2 separate regions of the Pan troglodytes genome follow, and region 1 is linked to region 2. Evidence: chromatin contacts called from public HiChIP or PLAC-seq data. All regions are on one chromosome and are shown on one strand. The core of a region is the stretch at or near the end of the contact, and the rest is flanking DNA. Distances in the headings are between cores, read along the strand shown. Region 1 holds the start of YAF2 (YY1 associated factor 2). Region 2 holds the start of ZCRB1 (zinc finger CCHC-type and RNA binding motif containing 1).

Evidence for each region. HiChIP or PLAC-seq counts read pairs in DNA pulled down with a chosen protein or histone mark.
Region 1: a contact with region 2 is called in an H3K4me3 HiChIP or PLAC-seq map of stem cell-derived excitatory neurons, with 4 times the contacts expected there. The contact joins the promoter of YAF2 here to the promoter of ZCRB1 in region 2. A contact is called at or near these places in 1 of 7 Hi-C or Micro-C datasets (stem cell-derived neural progenitor cells) and 1 of 1 datasets of contacts at active chromatin or transcription factors (stem cell-derived excitatory neurons).

The regions. Positions count from the first base shown.
Region 1 is chr10:53,607,961-53,612,203 of NHGRI_mPanTro3-v2.0_pri, forward strand. YAF2 (YY1 associated factor 2) reads left to right here and starts at 2,551. Exons shown (of 5, transcript XM_063785771.1): 1 at 2,551-2,773; 2 at 3,204-3,329. The coding sequence starts at 3,305.
Region 2 is chr10:53,521,670-53,525,902 of NHGRI_mPanTro3-v2.0_pri, forward strand. ZCRB1 (zinc finger CCHC-type and RNA binding motif containing 1) reads left to right here and starts at 1,278. Exons shown (of 8, transcript XM_001167603.5): 1 at 1,278-1,507; 2 at 3,327-3,412. The coding sequence starts at 3,329. PPHLN1 (periphilin 1) reads right to left here and starts at 1,389. Exons shown (of 12, transcript XM_063785757.1): 1 at 1,202-1,389.

The DNA.
Region 1 (4,243 bases), core at 1,301-3,800, 88 kb after region 2:
GGAGATGCAGCAATAAAGGCAACAAAAGTTATTGTGCTTTTTGTTCATGATTTAGAGGTGCGGCTTGCTTTTTAGTGAGGGAGGTTACAATCTAGTGAAATGGTGATTTGCAGCATGGGGGATTTTTAGAGTGCTTGATTTAGTTTCCTTTTTATTTAAAAATACATTGTTGCCATCACTTTTGCAAGTAGAGCAGTTCTTGTCAGTCTATTTGAGGATCCATCCAGTTGAGGCATTTAAAAACTTCACAGTGCCTTAGACTTGCAAGGGACCTTAGTTGTGATAATAGTTTTAACTCCTTTATTTTACATATGAAAAAAAGGAAGTGACTTAGCTGAGTTTACCCACTGCATTACTGAGAGGTTAAAGACTAGGCCTTAAATCTGGTTCTCTTGTATACGTGCCTCAATCATACTCCTCATGGTTCCTGGTTTCCGAATTTGGGTCTGAATCATGAGAAGCTACATTTGCAAAAAGTACAGATGGTACAACGAGTTTAGAGACTGCTATGTAAATGGAGTGATTTGGTTAATCAGAAAGAAGATGCGGTGAAAGACCAATAGGATACCTGAGCTCTAACCCTGGCCTGCTCATCAAAGAAAAACCATTTAACCTGGGCCCTAATTGCCTCGTCTTTAAAATGAAGGGCTAGACTACGGATTTACAATGGCTCGACTTACGATTTTTCTACTTTACGATGGGTTTATCGGTGTACCAAATGCATTTTCAATTTACAATATTTTCTATTTAAGGTGGATTTATCGGGAAGTACCCCCTTTCTAAATCGAAGAGCATCTGCAGTCGATGAGGCCATGTGCATAGTACTTTGAGTCCTTTAAAATATGCATCTATGCGCAGGGATTTACAAAGTGCCTGGCACATAGTGCTCAAAAAAATGTTATTTATTTATTTACTTAGAGGCGGAGTCTCGCTCTGTCGCCCAAGCTCGAGTGCAGTGGCACGATCTCGGCTCACAGCAACCTCTGACTCTCGGGTTCCAGCGATTCTCCTACCTCAGCCTCCCGAGTAGCTGAGATTACAGGCGCCCGCCACCACAGCTGGCTAATATTTGTATTTTTTAATAGAGATGGGGTTTCGCCACGTTGGCCAGGCTGGTCTTGTGAACTCCTGACCTCAGGTGATCCGCCCGCCTCGGCCTCCCAAAGTGCTGGGATTACACGCGTGAGCCACCGCGCCCGGCCAAAAAATGTTATTATTAATCGCACAACAATCTCATATAGATGCCATTCAGAATATGAAAACGTTGAGAATTACAGAAATTAAGCAATACTTCCAAGGTCTATCAGCTAAGAAACAGGAGAAGCAGGCTGAGAATCCTGGGCTTCTGACTGTATTATTTCCTATGTAGTTTAGCTATAAAATTATTTTACATGAATTCGGACTTGATGTAAACCTAGAAAGATGGACAGAAACAGCACAGTTAAAGAGGGATATACTTTATGCAGAAGTAACCCATGTGCATGAAGGAAGGGTTCTGGTAAGGGAATGAATTTCATCTGCACTCTTTGTCAGGAGGCAGCTTTCCTTATGGGAGAGGGAGGCAGAGGTAGGGAAAATGTGTGAAGCCTTTGAATGCCAGGCTAAGGAGTGTGGGCAAGTCGTTAGTGGTTCTTGATCAGAGTGGTGGCATAGTATTAACAGCATTTTATTATTAATCTGGTTGTGGATTACTGAATACATTGGGGAGGTGGAAGTGGAGCTTCGGAGACCAGTTAGATGGCTGTTGCTGGAGTCTGGAGTATGAGGACCTTTAGTATGTTGACGTAGAGACCTGGGAAGGTGTTCTTTTGTTAGCAGACAGCGTTGAGGGGACATGCAAACTCCTTATATTTAAAAAGGACTTATGAGTATATAGGGGTTTCTTTCAAAAGCAGCTACTGCAGAGGCCTGAGAGGCCAAAAGGGCGCGTTTGGAATTAAAACAGAGTTAGACTCTTGGCTTTGTCATTTTCTAATTATGTAGCCTAGATGAAGTCACCTAATCTCTCTTGAGTCTTGATTTCAATTCCTCTAAGTTAGGGGTGACAATCCCTACTTGTTAGAGCATCTGTGTGCATAAACCAGACAGTGCTTTAAGGCATGTAGCAATGGCGCTGCGTGTTGGTTCCCGCCTTGCCCCCGGTATCCTGCAGGCGGGGGCTGGGTAGCTAAGGACAGCGGAGGCCAGGAAAGTCGTTCTACCTGGAGACCCCGGGCTGGCACTTCTGTCCAGACCTGGACAGGCCTCCGAACGCCGGCCGGCCCTACCTTGGACCAGGCTTCGCACGGGATGAGGAGCATCCCCTGCCAGTCGGTGGGACAGACGTTTTCCTCCTCAGAGGGGCTCTGGAGCGCGAGGCAGTCCCCGGCAGCCGGGGGTACCAAGGGGGCAACGGGGGAACAGCGCGGAGAGGCGGCGCCGGCGCCCGGGGCAGCCGCGGCCACCGCGGCCACCCCCGCACCGCCCGTCAGCTAACTCGCCGCGGGTGCTGGGCCGCGCTGGCCGCGTTTGAAGTCTCCGGCGCGGCTGCTGGTTGGCCGGCGGGGGTCACGTGCGCCCAGGCAGGAGTTTCCCCGACAGCTGGAAGCTGCGTGGGATCCGGCGGCGGCTCCCGAGCGCGGCGGTGCGGCCTTCCCCGCCCCCTCCCTCCCTCCTCCCCCGCCCGCTTCCGCCCGGCTTATTATCCTCCTTATTGACAAACAGAGCGGTCGCGGCGGCGACTCTCGGCGTGCGTTGATAGCCAAGCCATGGGAGACAAGAAGAGCCCCACCAGGTAACAGCGCCCGGGCCCCGGGGCCCGGACTGTGCGGGCGGCAGGGCCCTCGTGCAGGGCTTCGGGTGGCCGCCTCGCTAGCCGCCCGGGCACCGGGGCGAGCACGGGGGCAGCGCCGCTGGTGTGCGAGTGCTGCCGCTTGAGGGGGCCGGCGCCGGCCGCCCCACAATGGAGCCGCGATGGCGGCGGCGACCGGAGTGGCCGCCCGGGTGTCAGAGCGGCTGTGGCGGCGGCGACTGCGGCCGCGCTCGCGCCCTGCCTCTTCCTGATTCCCTTCCCCCTCAGCCGGAGCGCGGCGCGCCGGGGGCCCGCGGGGCGGGGGTCGCAGAATTGGGGCGGGGGGCGGGGCGGGGGCGGCCGCGGGGCCCGGGCACCGGGCGCGGCCTGCTGGTGACCCCGCGCCGCGTCGTGTCCGGGTTGTGTCCTGCAGGCCGAAGCGGCAGCCGAAGCCGTCCTCGGATGAGGGTTACTGGGACTGTAGCGTCTGCACCTTCCGGAACAGCGCCGAGGCCTTCAAGTGCATGATGTGCGATGTGCGGAAGGGCACCTCCACCCGGTGAGTCCCGGGCCTGCCCCTCGCGCCGCCGGCCGGCGGGGTGGCGACCAGAGGACGCCCCTGCGGCTGCCGCCCCCTCCCATGACACTCGCGGACCCGGCGGGAGGAGGCAGACGGAGGTGGCTGTGGCGATAGGAACTGGGTCACATTGATCGCAACCCAGGCGATGGTTTGCGGTGAGGGGTAATTGAAGAGGCTGTAACGTTTTTTGCTGCCAAGAGAGAATAAATTATTTAAGGGAGGCATTAGCTACTGCGATTTAATTCGTATCGCTGGGTGTAATGCCCCTCTCCCCACTCTGGGTATAAAAATGTTGGCTGCATTGTTGTGTTAGTGTGTGGGGATCAAGGAAAACCCATAAAATCCTCTTTAGGAGCAAAGGATGTAATTTAATTTCGTTCCTAAAGAAAGAAAAGTATCTGATTGCAGAATACACAATATATTAAAACTTCTTTTTCTACATGTACTTCTGGAAGGGTCAGATCAAGGTTTTATTTAGTGTTTTTATTCCAGTACTCTAATATTTTATAAATAAGTAGTTGGAGATGAGCCCAGTCACAGGAACAGATTTTTACTGAAAGTACCTTTATATCTTTAGTTTGATTAAATGGCAGTCTCTTAGACAAATGAGATGAAAAGATCTCTGCCTATTTTCAGGCTTTATTTATTGTAAGCTTGCAGTATAATAACTCTGTCTTTTAAAAAATGACTTTGAATTAAGTGAATAAAGAAAATCATCCAGGAAATTCAGTCAGTGGCATTCTTAATCTGTCAGCACTTAGTTATCGAGCTCCTTGATTCTTATACGAAGGTACCCTTTGAATTAAATATAATCCTGTGATTTATTACTTAATATTTAGAGAAGATATGTATTTTGATATTACAAAGTCCATTAGAAACTAAACTATAACAAT
Region 2 (4,233 bases), core at 28-2,527:
CGTTCAACACGGCTACAGCCATGCCCAAACTTTAAATGCAGGGTCAGAGAAAGGGCTCAACTGAAATGGCTGGCAGGAAAATCTACGTGTTATCAATAGTTAAGGTTAGGAGATGAAGGAGAATTTCACTAAAGAAGTTGAATATGTAAAATAGTTTAAGCAGGAAATAGAGGTTTCAGAAAGCACAGATGGGGTGTTGAGGGGTTAAATGGGGAAGAAACGAAGAAGCAGTGATAGCCTAAGTCGAAAGAAAGCACAAAGCAGCACGGAAATGAGACTATAGCACAGAAGACCACAGAAGCTTACATCTTGGGCGGTAACCAAGGATAACAGAGATGTAAAGCATGGTAAGTTTGGCTGGCCACAAGTATGCCTAGAGAATTAGTGCCAGCGGTCTCCTGTCGGCCACGGAGGCATTCAGGCCTCTCAAAATTCAGCTGCGCCCTGGATGGATTGTACTTCCGTCTCTATAGAAGACATCGGCTTCACTCTGGATTGATTGTGCAGGCTCCAGGAGAGGCTGTGGGTTCCAGGCTGCTGGAACGCAGGCTCCCAGGGAGTGGTTAGAGGCCTGGTCTGTATGTGCTGGTAGGTAGAAGTATAAATTACCTTGCATTACGTTCTGATTTTTCTGTAGGAATGGTGGGCATGTTATGGCCTCTTAGAGAAAAAGCAGTGCGTAGCCATTATAGATTTACAGGAAGAGAAAAGGTGCCAAGAAGTTCAACATTTGTCCATACCCATACTAAAGATGAGTCATTCTGTGAATCCAACTCTCCCCAAGTTGACCTCGTCTCCCCAAATAGACTGAGATCTTCACCAGAAAACAAAACAAAACAAAACATAAAAGGTCTGTTTATTTTGTAGTTCCCAAAGTGCCTTAATAGCTGGGTACCGCGAACACCTTCAGTAAAATTACCGACTTCCTGACTCCTCTCGGGTCACTGAAGTTACCTAGCTCAGTCGTCTTCTTGCATATTAAGGCGCTACAGAGACGCGAACCCCTATCTTAGACTCAATACTTCCCTTTATTCCAAACTCCACTGCGTCTCTCCACCCTCAACCGCATGGGCAGAATTGTCGCACAATTCAAAGGCAGGAGAATCCAGGACCCGACACAGAAAACTCCCGCCCACTCCCCCTCGTTTAGCAGCCCGCACACGCTCTGCATCCATCTCTGGGAAAGGTAAAAAGCGCTCACCGACTCTGGCCCTCCGGGAGACCCCGTAAATGCAGCCGTCCGCTCGCCGCCGTTATCCCAGGTAAGTACTTCCGGCGCGCGCAATGACGTTAGCGAAGCGCTCGCCTCTGGGCCCGCCTTCGGGGCCCGGATCTCAAACAGCCGGGAAGAAGCACCGTGGCTGCTGCTATCTGCTCTCCGCGCCTGACTCCTCCCAGGACTCGTGATGCCAAGGCCGCTGCGAGCGGCTACGAAGAGTCGGGGTTGAGCCCCAGCTGAGCCGAGGGCTCGCACTCTTCTGGTCTCCCAGGCCCAACCCACCTGAAGGTAAACGCCTCCTCAGCTGCGGCCTTCTCTCCTGCGGGGCTCCCTCCCCAGACTCGGCTGCCAAAACGCTCTGCCCCTCTCTCCCGCCACCCTTTTTATTCCAGGACGTTAACCTCTGCCTGCCTTCGCGGCTCTCAGCAGAACGTGTAACGCATAGTTTCAAATGAGAAACTTAAAAAGCGACGTATCTATGTTGAGTTCCTGAAGTTTTCTAAATAATTCCCCCATAACACCAAACGTGAGGCAGTTTTCTCATTCCTTCACGAATTGGCATGCCATAGAGTCAGTATTTTTCCATTTGTGATGGTTGATCTTCCCATCTCAAATACACACCGCACGCTCTTTTTAAATCAGAAATTTGAATTTGGTTGAGCCTGATATTTTCACGGTAATTTGCTGACTTTGTAAGATAAAATGTGAAAATTACTGATTACATTTGTAAACTTTATATACATATACACACATACCTACAGGTCTGTCTCTTCGAGGCACCAAGCCTATTTATATAATGTATCATTTCATAATTTGGCAATAAGCAAAATTAGCGTTTCGAAAGAAGTTTATATTGTCGATACATAAAGCTTAAATTTACTCCTTAACATCATACTAAAAGGGGAAAAGAAAATTTTCCTCTTAACACACCACTCCAGAGAAAAAAAATATTAAGACAAGCAAAAAAGGTACCCAGCCATAGTACAGGCATGCACAGCATAACAACTTTTTGATTAACAACAAACCACATATACCACAGTGGTCTCCTAAGAGTGTAATACATTGTACCATATTTTTAGTGTACGTTTTCTGTGTTTAGCTATGTAAATATTTACCATTGTGTTTCAACTGTCTACATTATTCACTACATTAACATGCTATACAGGTTGTAGCCTAGGAGCAATAGGCTAGACCATCTAGGTTTGTCTCAGTACACCCTGTGATGTCTGCACTGTGAAATCACGTAACACTCAGAACATACCTCCTTCATTAAGCATAGCATGACTGTGTATTAGCAAAAATCAGTGGCTAAGGTTCTGTCTGAGTCCCCATGCTCTTTCTGACCTGGGTAAGCAAGGTGCAGGTATTGTACATATACAGTACATATTCATTAGAGCATTTTTTTTGCTCATAGTCTGAGTGGAAGTTAGGAGTAGCCTCAGGGTTTTTCCTTCATCTATTTAAAACCCGTCTCCCTACCCATACAATCTGGCACTGAAAGTGTTGGTATAAAGAATACTTGAAAGAAGAAGAACCAAAAAAGAATTTTTTTTAAGTGGTGACTGGGAAAAAGGAATTCCTTAATTCAGCCTGCTGGAGTCATTGTTCCTAACTTCCTAAAATGTAAGGAAGGTGTACACATCTGGCATAATTAAATCGGTGATTGTTAATACTTTATTGGTTTTTGTTTTTTGTTTTTTTCCAAATAATACCCAGACTGGTCTGATGTATTGGTTTTATTTGGAATTAATAATACTTGGTTTAGGCCAGGTGTGGTGATTCATGCCTGTAATCCCAGCACTTTGGGAGGCTGAGGCAGGTGGATCATTTGAGGTCAGGAGTTCAAGACCAGCCTGACCAACATGGTGAAACACTGTCTCTACTAAAAATACAAAATTAGCCAGGCATGGTAGTGGATGCCTATAATCCCAGCTACTCGGGAGGCTGAGGCAGGATAATTGCTTGAACCTGGGAAGCAGAGGTTGCAGTGAGCCGAGATCGCGCCATTGCACCCCAGCCTGGGCAACAAGAGGGAAACTCCGTCTCAAACAAAAAAAAAAGAATCCTGGTTTAGACTGATTGCTGATAAGTTTATTTTCACTTTTAGAAATGAGTGGTGGATTGGCTCCAAGTAAGAGCACAGTGTATGTATCCAACTTGCCTTTTTCCCTGACAAACAATGACTTGTACCGGGTAAGTAAATCTTATCGAGTGACTGCTATTTGAGATACAGATAACCTTAAGCAAATAGTTCTCCCTGGCAAATTCTTTTTTCCTTTTTTTTTTTTTTCTTTTTTTGAGACAGTCTAATTCTGTTACTAAGGCGCGAGGCTGTAGTGCAGTGGCACTATCATGGCTCACTGCAGCCTCCCTGCCCCCTCAGGTGATCCTCCCACCTCATCCTCCCAAGTAGCTGGGAATACAGGTGTGTGCCACCATGCCTCTACAAGCTACCTGGGAGACTGAGGTTGGAAGATTGCTTGAGCCTAGGAGGTCGAGGCGACAGTGAGCCAAGGTCACACCACTGCACTCCAGCCTGGGTGACAGAATGAGACCCTGTCTCAAAAAAAAAAAAAAAAAAAAAAAATAGAAGCTATATTTATTGAACATTTAAGTCAAATTATGTGTTAGATACTAAGGAGATGCTAAGATGTTAGGTGCTAAGGAGAAAAAATAACGCAGGAAAGGTGGGCTATTGAATGTTAAGTTGGGAATGGAAGTGAAATTTTACATAGGGCGGTCAGAAATGCCATTATTGAGAAGGTGACTTTTGAATAAAGACCTGAAACGAGTAAGAGGCACCTGTGCAAATTCTAGAGGACAAACATTTCAGAAAAAGAGGGGTAATCTTAGGTAAGCCCACTCGAGGTGCCTTATAGGACCTATTTGCATCATGGTAAGGACTCTGGCTTTCACTCTGCATGAAACAAGAAGCCATTAGTAAGTATTATATAGAAGACTGTACTGGCCTTCAGAACCCAGTGTTGCTAACACTGCTATCCAGTTATTTTACA